Linked DNA regions of Columba livia: regions 1 and 3 are each linked to region 2. Evidence: chromatin contacts called from public Hi-C data. All regions are on one chromosome and are shown on one strand. The core of a region is the stretch at or near the end of the contact, and the rest is flanking DNA. Distances in the headings are between cores, read along the strand shown.

The links. A called contact is a pair of places that touch in the nucleus more often than the background predicts.
Region 1: a contact with region 2 is called in a Hi-C map of crop, with 5 times the contacts expected there. The contact joins the promoter of SMIM14 here to the promoter of PDS5A in region 2. A contact is called at or near these places in 2 of 2 Hi-C or Micro-C datasets (crop and liver).
Region 3: a Hi-C map of liver shows a contact between it and region 2, with 4 times the contacts expected there. The contact joins the promoter of LIAS here to the promoter of PDS5A in region 2. A contact is called at or near these places in 2 of 2 Hi-C or Micro-C datasets (crop and liver).

The regions. Positions count from the first base shown.
Region 1 is chr4:24,705,929-24,710,525 of bColLiv1.pat.W.v2, reverse strand. SMIM14 (small integral membrane protein 14) reads left to right here and starts at 1,587. Exons shown (of 6, transcript XM_005501253.3): 1 at 1,587-1,927; 2 at 2,030-2,110. It overlaps UBE2K (ubiquitin conjugating enzyme E2 K), which reads right to left and starts at 1,355. Exons shown (of 7, transcript XM_065062636.1): 1 at 929-1,355. The coding sequence starts at 991.
Region 2 is chr4:24,838,749-24,843,099 of bColLiv1.pat.W.v2, reverse strand. PDS5A (PDS5 cohesin associated factor A) reads left to right here and starts at 1,681. Exons shown (of 34, transcript XM_065062617.1): 1 at 1,681-1,889; 2 at 2,672-2,842. The coding sequence starts at 1,863.
Region 3 is chr4:24,612,589-24,616,796 of bColLiv1.pat.W.v2, reverse strand. It overlaps LIAS (lipoic acid synthetase), which reads right to left and starts at 1,934. Exons shown (of 11, transcript XM_065062640.1): 1 at 1,751-1,934; 2 at 1,026-1,198; 3 at 273-366. The coding sequence starts at 1,831. RPL9 (ribosomal protein L9) reads left to right here and starts at 1,976. Exons shown (of 8, transcript XM_065062647.1): 1 at 1,976-2,049; 2 at 2,472-2,518; 3 at 2,595-2,710; 4 at 3,563-3,658; 5 at 3,981-4,113. The coding sequence starts at 2,473.

The DNA of each region.
Region 1 (4,597 bases), core at 338-2,837, 130 kb after region 2:
TGATGCAACCCTGCAAACGCTGCTATATGTCCCCAACACTGACCAAAACTTCTCCAATGTCCCCTTCAAAGCAGTCATGGTGTCTCACTGACCGCCACATACCTCAGAAACACATTGCTCAGGAAACGAGGGAGCATGATTGAAATGAGTGAGGCTTTAAAAGCATCCACCTGAAGGTGAGTAAGCCTGCAGTAGGGTAAAGGCAGTTCTGTATTAAAGTAACATAAATAAATAGGGATTTACCTGCAACCCTCTCCGTAAAAACTAAAGCCGTTCTCTGCACCCTCAGGCTCGGGCTGACCAGAGGGGCGACTTAAGGGGTTGCGAGTCCACGTACCCGCACCTCGGCCTCACCGATCGCTTCCCCCCCTCCCGGCGGAGCCTCCCCCGGCGGGGCGGCGCGTGGGCCTGGCCGCGCGCGGGCGGGGGGACACGGGGGGCGCGGGCCGGGGGCCCCGGTCGCCCCGCGCCGGGCAGGCCCCACCCCGCCCCGCAGCCTCGGGCCTGGCAGCGCGCTCCCTCCCGGGCATCGCCCGCCCGCCCGCCGCGGGGGCCTGCCCGCCCGCTCTCCCCGGGGCGCGCCCCCACAGCCGCTGCCGCCGCATCACTTCCTGGGCCCGGCCCGCCGGCCCCGCTCCCCCTCGGGCCGCCGGCGACTCTCGTTGCCCGCTGGGGGAGGGGCTCCAGGGCCCCCTCCTCCCCCCTCCCGGCGGCTGGCGGGTCCCGTCTCCCCGGGAATCGCCATTCTCCTCCCCGAGGCCGTGGGACTGGCCCACCCCCAGCACGGGGAGGTGGGGCTGAGGGGCAAGCGGGGTCCCCGTGCAGGCCAGCGGGGCGCCTGCACCTTCCCCCGCTGCCCGCACTCACAGACACACAGACGGGGGAAGGTGGCGGCGGCGGCACGCAGGGGAAGGGGAGAGGCTCTGACCTCCTCGCTCTTCAGCACCTCCTTGAACTCCCGCTTGATCCTCTGCACCGCGATGTTAGCCATCTCTGCAGCGGGCACCCACTCGCCGCTGCCTCCGAGCCGGGCCCAGCGAGCTCCGCCGCCGCCGCTCCCGCTGGATAACTCCCGGCCCCACCAAAATGGCGCCCGCGCCGAGCATGCGCGCTGGGGCCGCCGGCTCCGCCGCCGCTCAGGAGGGGCTGTCGTGTGTGCGGAGCGGAGTGGAGTGGAGCGGGCACCGGGGCTCCGCCACGGGGCGGTCGAGCGCTGGCCAGTGGCGCCCTCGGCCTCCTCTTCTCCGCGGCTCCCCGGGGAAGGATGCCGCCGCCTCCTCAGGGGGTGCGGGGGTTCCGCCCCGGGAGCGCCCGCCTGCCGCCGCTCGCCATGTCATGGGCCAGGCGGGTCCCCAGCGGCGCCTGGCGAAGGTGTGCGGAGAAACGCCCGCAGGCAAAGCCCCGCCGCCGGGAATCGGGGCAGCGCTGAGGCGGTTGTGTCGTCATGGCTGCCGCCGCGGGCAGCGCGGCCCTACCGGCCTCCCCGGCCCGGCGTTGTGCCAGCAGCCGCGGCGGGGGGATGCCTGAAGCACCGGGCCGGGGTGAAGGGGGTGCCCTCGGGCGGGCTGAGTCGGGCTGGGCCGGCTGGTGCCGGGGTAGCAGAGGGGAAGTCTGAGGTGTCCCTGAGGAAACAGCTGGCCCAAGGACCAGCTGACAGGTGTTCTGGTGAAGTCCCGGAGCAAAGATAGCCAGGGAGGGTTTCACATGCCTTGAGAATCCGTTCAACCTGCCCATACTGCAATGCCTGTTAGCTTTGTGGTCTTTTTTACTTATGCTCTCTGGATAAAACTGCAGCTCCTCACACACTGCGCTGCTGGCCCAGCACCTTGCAGTCTTGACACTCGTCCTTCCCTTGGAGACACTGCTGCGTCCTCGCCTGGGACGGGGATCTCGCAGGCCCGGGAGCAGGCAGCTCTGAGGAGGCAGTGTAAGGAACTGTTTCTTTTTATAGATTCTGCTACAATATTTTGAAAATAGAGTAAAAGGTGAACATCATTCCTGTCTAATGGACTGTTGTATTGTATTGCAGAAGCAAACGTGGCAAGCCACAGATGTTGTGCCGTCTAGAAAACTGAAATAGGATACCAGTAACCATCTCTGCTAGCCTGAGGTGCGCAAAATATGGTATGGTATATAGATAGATTTTTTTAAAGGGGAACCTGAGATTGCATTTACAACTGTTTATTCAGGAACTCGAGGCTTTCAAGACCTTAAGGTCTATAGAAAGATTTTATAGTGCCTCTTCTTAACGGTGCAGTGCAGGACAATGTACAACATAGACGTTTATTTCAACAAATGTCTACTTCTGGTATGGCTGTTGCCTGCAATTTATCTTCATTAGTATACACAGTGTTTCAACTACTATATGCATAGCAAAGAAAGTATAGGCGCAACCAATAACAAAAATTCTAACTAATACAGATTTGCATAGCCCTTTTTCTGTGTATGTTTACTCTTCCCCTGTGGTTTGACTGGAAAAAGACTATTTTCCTGCAAGAATGTTGTACCATGTGCATCTGTTCATTACCTTAGGTCTTCCTCAGACAGAAACTTGTTTTTAACGCAGTGCACAATGCAGTTTTTCAGCTGAGGTTTTTAGCACCTTTTTGAGAAGGATCATTTTGCATTAGGCCTGATTTATTTTTAATGACTTATAGTGTGAACTTGGGCCTTCATCTTCAGAATAATTTAGACATCTGACTCCTGCTGATGTGTCTTAAGTTCATTTAGAGAAGCTAGACCGTGGCTTCTCTGTGCCTTAGGCTCTCACCTGTAAAATAAGCATAATAACTCTTTTCTGCTTCTTATAGCTCATAGATGAAAGTTAGGTTTATGGTGTGCTGAGCTCTTACTGAGTACTAGAGAAAAAACTATAAAGGCGGCACATAAAATCTCCAGGTTAGATGCCTCATGTCTTTTCAGACAGCTCATAGAAAGAAGCTGTGCTTCTAATATTCAGATTTTGCTCTGAATGGAGTGGAAAACATGACCTTTATCAAGTGTCAGAATCCTTTGTGTTCCTGTGAGTGTCCTTGTATGTTATAGGTAGTAGACATCCAGTAACAGCCACAGTAAAGGGCAGTGATTTTTGCCTGCTTTGTATCTAGGTTTATTTTCATGTGCTCATTTGGATTACAAATGTCAGAGTCTGTTACTGCGAAAAGCAAATCAAATTAATATGAATTACTGCATCTCTTTTCCTTACTACACCACACTTTTCCCTTGTCCTTAAATAGGCATCCTTCAGTTATCTCACAGCTGTTTCATATTCACCATATACTGTGTTAATTTTGGCTTTGGGAAAAGATAGAGAATACGGAAAGGCTTTTTGGAAGGTAGAACAGAGTAGCGGTGAGTTCTGCCAGGATTAAAATACTGCATAAAATCAGTACCTTATGTAATCAGCATGCTGGGGTTATCACTGTATACCTCTTATATTGTTTTATGCTTTACTATAGTTTACTATTTTGCAGAAGACTCTACAGGGTTTTAGGCCAGAACAGGACCATAGACTAACAGTCTTTGAATAGGTGTTTCAGGTTTTTCTTTTGGTTTGGTTTAGGATTTGTTTTAGAGTTTTTTTTTTTTGTGAAATAAGAAAATGCTTAGAAAAAATGAGAATGTAGTGTCTTTGTGTTATTTCAGTGACTTCCATGTCTGACTTCATAATATATTTTATAGTATGTTGATAATACAGCTCTGTGTGTATCTTCTGAATTAAGTTCTCGATAGTCTTTCACCCTTAGAAAGATCCACACACAAAATGAAAAAGTGGAGTCCTTTGAGCATAGTCAGCTCACTTTTTGAATTATGAAATTTTGTATTAATAGGATATCTAATTTCAGGAGATAGTTCTTTCATTGATCCCATCATCAGTTTAGCCTTATACCAAACAGTTTTTTCAACAGCAGCTTTCAAAAACTGACCAAAAATTGGACTATACTTTTGCCCATTGGTGTTGATGATAACTAGCAGAGCGGGAGATAAAATTCTGGGTATCCGCACATTGTTTAGTATGTTTGGCATATTGCTTTGAAATACTTCTAGAAGTAGGTGCAGGAAAAATGGTGTATTAAATGAAGTTCAAACTATTTAAGATTACTGCAGGAGGAAAGTTTATAGGATCAGTGCCTGTAAAGTAAGATCAGTGGCTGTACGACCTCAGCCCAAGCTCTTAGTATGGAAGGGCAGCCATTGTTCATTAGCTGATGCTAGGGTAGGCAAACACCCTAAATACTGTATCGTTTCCCATGTAATATGGGAAATATTATATATTCTACAACATATATATAGGAAACTTGCCCACATTTTCATAGGAAAGCGGCTATTGTTCCTGCACAAACTGCGCACGTTGGACTCACTTGCTGTACATACGATACAGTCACTGGGTGCATAGTTCGTGTGTCTGAGACTACAGATGCCCCCCAGCCCCAGGATACTTCCTGGGGACTCCAAAATGCTTATGACAGCACTAAATATGATTAAATTTCTGTTCTTCAAGTTAAGATTCTTGGTCATCTTTTCCTCATTTCCCTATTTTACTAATTTTATTCTGTTCATATCAATGGGATCTTTTTCTCGTAGAATTATTCAGATG
Region 2 (4,351 bases), core at 432-2,931:
TAAATCAGTAAAACCTTGTTAAAACTGAATTGTGTATCCTATTCTTATGGTCACCTGTCCATTGTGAATGCCGCAATCCATCGATCCTTAAGCCTGGAGAGAATAATTTTATCTAAGCCTGGACTCACAGCCACATCTAAATGCCTTGCCTAGCAGCACCCTTCTACATTTCCAAATCAGTATCTGAAATCTCTTAGGGGTTCCTTCCAACTCTTAGTCATTTTCACTGTAATCCTTCTGAGCTGGTTTCATAGAAGCTATGGACATCCAAGGCTTTAAGTCCCCTAGGACAAGCCTAAAGGGAAACAAGGAACACAGGTGTAAGAGAGAAATTTCCTACCCACATACTACTACAGCAGAAGTACCTGAGAGCTCCTCAGCGTTCGTATGTTTTCCTCCCACACCTTGTAAATCTGGAATTCGGCATAGTTTATCATCATCTTACTTACTTACCCCTTTCCCATCCCCTCACGCACGTTTCCTGCGTGACCCACAGGCCACACCTGCCCCTCTGCTGTGCCCAACACGGCCCCGTCACACAGGTGCAGCCCCTGCGGAGAAACCTGTCCCTCCAAGCAGACCGCTCCCAGCCACCTGCCTGCCATTCGCTCTATAGAAAACTCAGACACTTTCAAAACGTAACCAGGAATAGTCAGATGAAGACCCTAAATTATTCTTGATCAGTTAAAAGTTATCTTTTGGTTGTCATGCACCTTCTCTGAGCAGGTCAAGCATCTGGAAAACTTCCTAGCCACCTACAGTTCAGATATGCAGGGCACATAACGCAAATTCAAAACAGGCAAATATATCCCACTTTGCTACTGACTTTCCAGACATAGCCCATCTCTTGGAAATGTGAAAGAATATTAAATTACAAAGACATTTTGCATGGAAGGATTTCCTGAGTTGGCTGACAATGTTTCCTTCGGTCTGCATATTTAAGTTTCTCCTGGAGATTTATAAATACATTAACGTATGAGAAACTCATCTGCCACCGAGAAGAAAAATTCGGACGTCGATGCTGCTCTTCCCCCGCGCCTCCCGCCCGCCACAGCCCTCTCCGTGCCACCCCACACACCGCTCCCCCCATTTTCTTGTTTATCACGCAGACCAGGCCTCACCACCGGCACCAGCTGCCCGAGACACCGGCAGGACGAGCCCGCGCAGCCATGGGCAGCCCGGCTCCGTGAGGAAGCACAAACATGTCTCTCTCCTTCCCGCACACGGCGCCGCCGCCCTGCAGCCGGGAACCTGCCCGTCCCCTCCCCGGCAGCCGGCCCCACGCCGCCCAGGCCTCGCCCTCAGAGCCGGCCGCTGCCCCCCGCCGCCCAGCACAGCCCCGCGGGGCTGAGACCCGCCAGGAGAGGGGCCCTCAGGCCGGGGCCCGCCCGGCCCCGCCGCCCCGGGGGTTTTGGCGCCAAGCGGGAGGCAGCGCTGCGGCGGCCGTGCCCGGTACTGCCCGCCGCCGCCCTGCGCGGGGCTCGGCGAGGTAGGAGACTTACAGGCCGGCCTCGCCCCTGCCCCAGGGCTGGGGCTGGGGGATCCTAGCTGGGCGGCGCTGCGGGCCCGGCCCCAGGCCCGAAGGCGGGCGGGCACGGGGGCGGCGCGGAGCCTCCTCCCGGGCTGTTCTTCCCCGGCCGGACGGAGAGCGGCACTGTGTCCCCGCGGCGCACGCTCTGCCGGAGCCTCCCCCTCTCCCCAGCCGCCGCCGCCGCCACCGAGCAGCCTCCCCCTCCCCCCACCCCTCCCCGAGCAGGAGCCGCCGCCGCACCGCGGAGCAGGGAGGCGGCGGGAGCAGCCAGGGCAGCGGCCGGCCGGGGCAGCGGCGGAGAGCGAGGACCACCCGGCACGGAGGCTACTCAATGCTGCACCTTCCGGAGCTGCATGAGGTAAAGGCGGCTCCAGGTCCCGCTTCCCTCCGTCCCCGTTCCCCCCCTCCCGGCCGCCCGCGGCCGGCGGGGGTGTGTGCGCGGCGCTGGGGGTGGCTCTTTGTGGGCCCGGCCGGGTGCGGGGCGGCGGGCCGAGGAGGGGCTGTGGGCGAGGGGCTGAGGGGACATGAAGTTGCGGGAACAAATGGAAAGTGGAGAGTGGCCTGGCCCCCTCCCCGGGGGGGCTCCCGCCGCCGCGGGGGGTCGGGCGGGGGGCTCGGCGCCGGGCGGGGAGGCCGGCGGGGGTGTTTTGTTTGTGCCCGCCGCCGCCTCCTTCCCTCCCCCTCCCCTGTTGGTTTCTCTGCCTCCTGATAGTTTTGAGGCCTAACTGTTTAGGCCTCGTCTCCCGGCTCCGGGGCCGGTGTGCCGGCTCCGACCCCCGCCCGGGGCCGGGAATTGCACCCTCCCGTCCGCTCCTCGGGCCGTAACGGGCCCTCGGCCCCGGGACATCCTTCGATCGAGCCCGAAATTTCATTGTAAAATCGTCGGTTCCGAACTAACAGTGTTGGGCTGGAGCAGCCCCGCAATGAAAGGAGGCGCCGGGGGGGAATGGAGGAGCCGGAGTTGTGAGGAGCGGCCGCGGGCCCGGCCTCGCTGCAGCGCCGCCCGGGGCGGGGGTTGCGGCGGGGGGCGCAGCCCGCGGGGTGATAACCGGGGCCTTCTGCGAAATGAGGGTGAGAAATGGAAAAAGAGGGTTAGAAAGTCGTTTCCATTCTGCTGAACTTTTGTTTTCTGACCGATAGAGGCCGGTAGAGGACTGTGGAGAAGGAAAGTTTATAACCAGCAGCGCCAGGATGGACTTCCCTGCTACCCAACCAAAACCTGCTGCCGACGGTAAAATCATCTACTATCCTCCTGGAGTGAAGGAGATTACGGACAAAATTACCAACGATGAGGTGGTTAAACGGTTAAAGGTGAGCAATCCTGGCTACCGTCACCTTCTTGCAACTTTTGCTTCTTAAAGTAAACGTTTCATCACGGAAAAGGAGAACTGCCCAGAGAACTGTCTCCTTGTCGTAGTTGAAATGTCTCCTTGCCTGCAGACCTTTATGGGAATGCCACTTCCTTGCTTTTCCTTAAAATGGGAGGAGTTATATTTGTAATTTGTGAATGTACTCATATGAGTTCTCACAAAGCCGGAGCTGATACGTTAAGTTGTTGATTTGTGTGTGAAATACAGTCACAGTTTTGGGGAGAGTTCTGAAGTGGAATCATAAGTAATAATTCCAAGATAAGTTACTGAAAATTTTCCGTGGTAATCTAGAAGGTTTTTGTGGGTTCCAGCACTTTGAGGAGGCATAGTTGAACAGGGGAAGCAGCAGATCTAGTTAAGGGTATTCTTGACTGAAAAGGTGGCAGTGTTCACAAACAGCATGGATGAAATTCTGGAGTTTGTAGATGGAATTTTGAAATTGTTTCCTATGTAAAACTTGCCTCAGATTTTGCAATTTGATATAATACGTATAAATTCATTCCTACTCAGTATAACTGATGCTTGGTGAAGTTGATAAATTTTCATAAGCAAAAGGGTCTGTTACAAGAGCATCTTCTCTGCTTGCTTGACAGCATCCTGGGGGACTGTGAGGCTTATATCTATTTTTTTTTTTTTTAATCCCTTTTTCCACTTAAAACATGAAATACTAATGTGATACAATGGTAGTATTTCTTAACTCTTTACTGAAAATAGCGAATAAAGTTGACCATTGATCAAATATTGGCACAGCTTGTTTGTTAACACCATGGTTTTTGGACCAGAAAGTTGTCGTAACCTGGGATTTGGTCCTATGCCAAGGGTGGAGATGTAGTAATAATTTTTTTAGAGATTGGAAATATTCTCTCAACTGATTATGTGTTTCACATCATAACAGTGACCTCACAAAGACTGAAAAATAAAAATCATGGTCTTGGCTAGTCAGATAGTACATCAAAAAGTCTCTTACCTGTAAGTGTGAAGAGAATGTAGGCTTTGTGCTTTGCTTTTGAAGCAGCCAGACAATTGTCAGTTGTTGATTTGAAAACGAGCCTTACTTTCTAATTACAATTTTGGAAATTATTGAATGGACAAGTCCAGCCTAGTATTTTCAGGATTCCAGTGGAATATTGTCAGTGGCAAGGGAAGATCCTATAGTTTTGATTGTTTCAACAGAGACCTTGAATCAAAGTCTGTGTGGAATGGGATAGAGTGCACTTTTGAGGTGCTCATTGAAATGGGTATTTTATCCCAGTTGGAGAACTTGGAGTGGTGAGCTTGCCATTCCTAGATAACAGGAATTTCAAAATAATGTGTATATGTTTTGCTGAATTCACATGTGTGTGTTGGACATAATTTTCAGGCTAAGAGCGGATTTTTTTTTTCTGTCATTTTTTCATAAACTACTGTTAAGCAATTCAGGTGACCTCAAGACTGTAAACTAACTTTAAAT
Region 3 (4,208 bases), core at 685-3,184, 230 kb after region 2:
ACATGTAGCATCTTCCGATCCATTTGGTGATGCGAGTAGTACACACTAGTACTTAAAATCACAGCAGGAAAAATGCGATATAGTGTATTGGATTTGTCTTCATTCTTTATGGGTAAAATTCACTGCTGGCAAAAAGGATCAGCATTGCGCTTGGTTTCAGCATTGAACATCATGCAAGACATGATTTCTGCCTGTCCTCTACAGAGAAATAATTTTGTATCTGTAAAAAACGCCTTATTTCTAGAGGAAAACTTGGTTGGTACTAGATTTACCGTATGAAGATTTAAACTTCTCAAGGTATTCTTTAGCTTATTGTAGTTCTTTCCCATGGGAATCTTTGTTTTCAGCCACGGAGGAAGTGGCAGCCTGAATAACATCAAGCAAACATAAAGATCAATAAATTATTTACAGGGTAAGATTCCATTAATTTCATAGATCCGCTTTAGCTTGTTACAGATCCCAACTAGGAAAGGTTCCTTGAAATCTGGCGCAACTCGGCAACCAATATTAACATCATTCATAGTCATAATGGACTTCTCTCTTCCACGTTTATCATCCCAACATTCAAGAGTGGGAGTCTGTTCTCCGTGGAAGGTTTAAAACTGTTAACTGTACTGCTGGGATTTAACAGTACCACACTGGAGACTGCAACAACTGACGGCGGCACGGGTTACACAGCCATCACAAAGTCTAATCAAGTTTTTAAGTATGGGAGTTTTAAGCCTTTTTAGATTTAGCCTTCCTTTTTTGTTTTACTCTATCAATAATATTTTTTCAAGACCAAAGTAGGATACACTTACCTACTGATGCACATTTGTCATTTAATACAGGTCGTGGTACAAGCACGCAAATGAGAAAATACCACCATGTCTTTGTGTTTTATTATGCATTTGAAGCTAATAATGTGTTTGTTCTTTCTTGAAAAAATCTATTAGCAAGCTGGTATGACAGAATTTATTAAAAATACATTCTATACGCTTTGTAGTTAGTACTAAACATGCAAGATACCGCAAGATCACAACTACCTTTCTCCTTTCTGACGCTTTAAATTGCCTTTATACTCAGCCCACGCGCTCCTGTCTGCCAAATCTCCAGATACAAAGTCCTGTAAGTCTGGTCCATTTTGCAGAAACGCTTTTTTTTCGTCTGGCAAAGAACCTGACGTTCTGTACGGGTTACACACACGGCTCCCAAACACCTAAAAGAAGCAACACTGTAATTTATTGAATTATAAATGTGCTAGTATGATATATTAAAAACCTGCCTGTCATTTTGGTGTTTAGCATAGGCTTTATAGAGTTTGTGTAAGCCTTTTCCCGATTGCCTTTCGGTCAAACATGCAAGGAATGCTTCTGTCATGGGAAGCAGACAAAAAGCACGATCTTTTCCAAAACATCTCAACCTGAAACAAAGTCATATAGTTTTGGCTATAGATGCCATCTCGTGGGGCAGTGCGAGGTTTCGGGGCAGTGCGGGTGTTCCGGGCGGCGCGGCCCCGGCGGTTCCCGGCAGCCGGTTCCCGGCAGCGCCTCCGCGGCCGCTCCGTCCCCCGCCCGCTGTGCGAGCGCGGGCACCGCGGGCAGCGCCGCTGGGGACAGCCCCGCCGGGCCCAGGGAACGGGAACGGCACCGCCTCCCGCCGCCACGCCGGACCCCGGCCCCGGCCCCTCACCAGGGCGCCCCGAGCGCTACGTGCTGCCGGGCCGCGACGTGCACCCCGACAGCCCGCTGCGGCATACGGCCCCGCTCACCCGTCCCTGGGGCCCCAGCAGGAGCCGCTGGGCGGCCGTGGTGACGGCCCCGCAGCAGCGGCCCCGCGGCAGCAGCGACATGGCGGCGTCCGCCAAGCAGCCGGGCCGACTCCCCCGATCGACCCTCCCAGCGCTCGGCCGCCCCGCCTGGCCGCCTCAGCCAGATCACGCGCATCGGGCCTCGGCTATTCTTGGCTCCCGGACGGCTACCTCGGCGTGATGACGAACGGGGGCCCGGGAGCGGGTACAAGTACGTGATGACGTCAGACGCTGTCTCTTTCCGCTCTGCCTGCTGCCAGGTGAGCCGCGGCCCTGCGGCCGCATCCGGGACCATCCGGGACCATCCGCCGCGGGCGGCGTCCCGATCCCCCGCCCGGGCCTGGGCAGCCTCCCGGGGCGCCGCCGGGCCCCGCCGCCAAGTCCTGTCCCGGCTCTTGGCGGGGGAAGCCCCGGGATGGTGCCTTCACCAGCTCCCCCCTCCCCTGGCGGTTCTAGGCCCGGGCTGGGCCCCGCTGTGGAGTTGAGCGCTGAGGCCGCCGCTTCTCTCCGCTCCTGCGGGGCCTGGGCGGGAGGTATCGTCGTTGAGCGGTGCCCGGCGTCGTGGCGGGGCAGAGGAGGGTGGGGGCGGCGGGTCGGTGTCCGTAGTTGCGGGTTCCAGGATGCGTGCGGGAGAGGGGCCCGGCCGCGGGGCTCTGCAGTGTCTCTGTGCTGTCCCTTGCAGGATGAAGACCATCCTCAGCAACCAGACCGTTGACATCCCCGAGCAAGGTACGCCTGCGTGTGAACGGCGCTTCGTGGTGCCGACTCCGCAGCCGGTTAACGTGTGCTTGTCTCTGATTTGCAGTCAGCGTTTCGCTGAAGGGCCGGACGGTCATTGTAAAGGGCCCCAGAGGAACCTTGCGGAGGGATTTTAACCACATCAATGTGGAGCTCTCCCTCCTGGGGAAGAAGCACAAGAAGGTGAGTGCTGCTGAAGTCGTTTCTCTGCCCAGAGTGGGAGGGTAGCTTTACAGTTAACTTTAAAACTTCTTGGTAGTATAGGAGATTAAACCAGAGTTTTAAGCCGCTGATAAGTTATTTAATTTTTCGTTTTATTTCTGTTTTTGCTGAAAGAAGCTGTTCTCCTGGAACCTTGTGACCTACTTGGGGACTGGAATTCTTGAAAATGTTGAAGTGAATTTGTTGATGGGATATTCTTCTGTAGTTACAGTCAGATAGTTACTGGGAAGGTGATTGATCATTATATGCTGTGTTTTATGAACTGGCTAGATTTAACTAGACAAAACTAAATCTCTAATTTCCAGAATTGGTAAATTGTATCAGGAGAAGTGGTTTCTAAATAATGCCTAATGTTTTTGAACTACCTTAAAAACTACCAAAAAAGGGGGAAGAATGGCTGATTTCAGCTACTTTTTCACAAGCATGAACCCCCACACAGTGTTTCTTTTAAGGGTTGATAGATAATGCCTAGGAGACTGATTTTGGAACAATCTCTGCTGTGTTAGCATTTCATAAAACACTTTTCAGTTTAAGATGTTAAAATATCTATCCCAGCTTTTTTGAAGGTTTGTTAGTAATGAGATATTAAAAAAAATATTTCTTATACATCATGGGGTTAAGACTTAAAAGGCTTGAGCAAGGGGGCCTTTAATAATCTTTCAGTGAAACAAAGTATCTTTGTGCTTTTGTTAGGAGGGCTTTTAAGTAATTTACCTGAACTTCTCACTCTTAGTTTGTCACAAAAACTATTCTATGCCTAGTTTTGAAGTGCAGCTGAGAGCTTTGTTAATTCTGTTTATTTTTTTGACACAGCTACGTGTTGACAAGTGGTGGGGTAACAGAAAGGAGCTGGCAACAGTTCGCACAATTTGCAGCCATGTACAGAACATGATAAAGGGCGTTACGCTGGTGAGTTTTATTTTGAAATAGGATAATTCCTGTCATTTTTGTTACTGACAATAATGGATGCCTTTTACTTCAGTGAGAGGTTTTCTAAGCATCCGAGGTGTAGCTTTCCCTCTCTGCTTTTCTTGCACATGCTGTCAAGTTCTGCAGGTGGAAGAAAGCACGAGCAGTAAACTCTGGAAGTCTCTTGGGCTGAGTGGCTTGCCCTTGTTAAGAAACTACTTTCAATATATTTTGGGTTTAGATACCTCCAGTAAGCTTTACGTATCTGTTTTACCTTTTGGATGCATTCTGCTTCCATATCTGATAATGTCATTTATTATAGGGATTTCGTTACAAGATGAGGTCGGTGTACGCTCACTTCCCAATCAATGTAGTTATACAGGATAACGGCTCGCTCGTAGAAATCCGAAACTTCTTGGGAGAGAAGTACATTCGCAGAGTGCGTATGAGGCCAGGTGAGCCTATCTGGAGACTTTGTAATTTACTATATCTAACTAGGATTTCTAAACTAGTCTCTTTGGGTACCGCTCTTGGTAACAGGAGATGATGA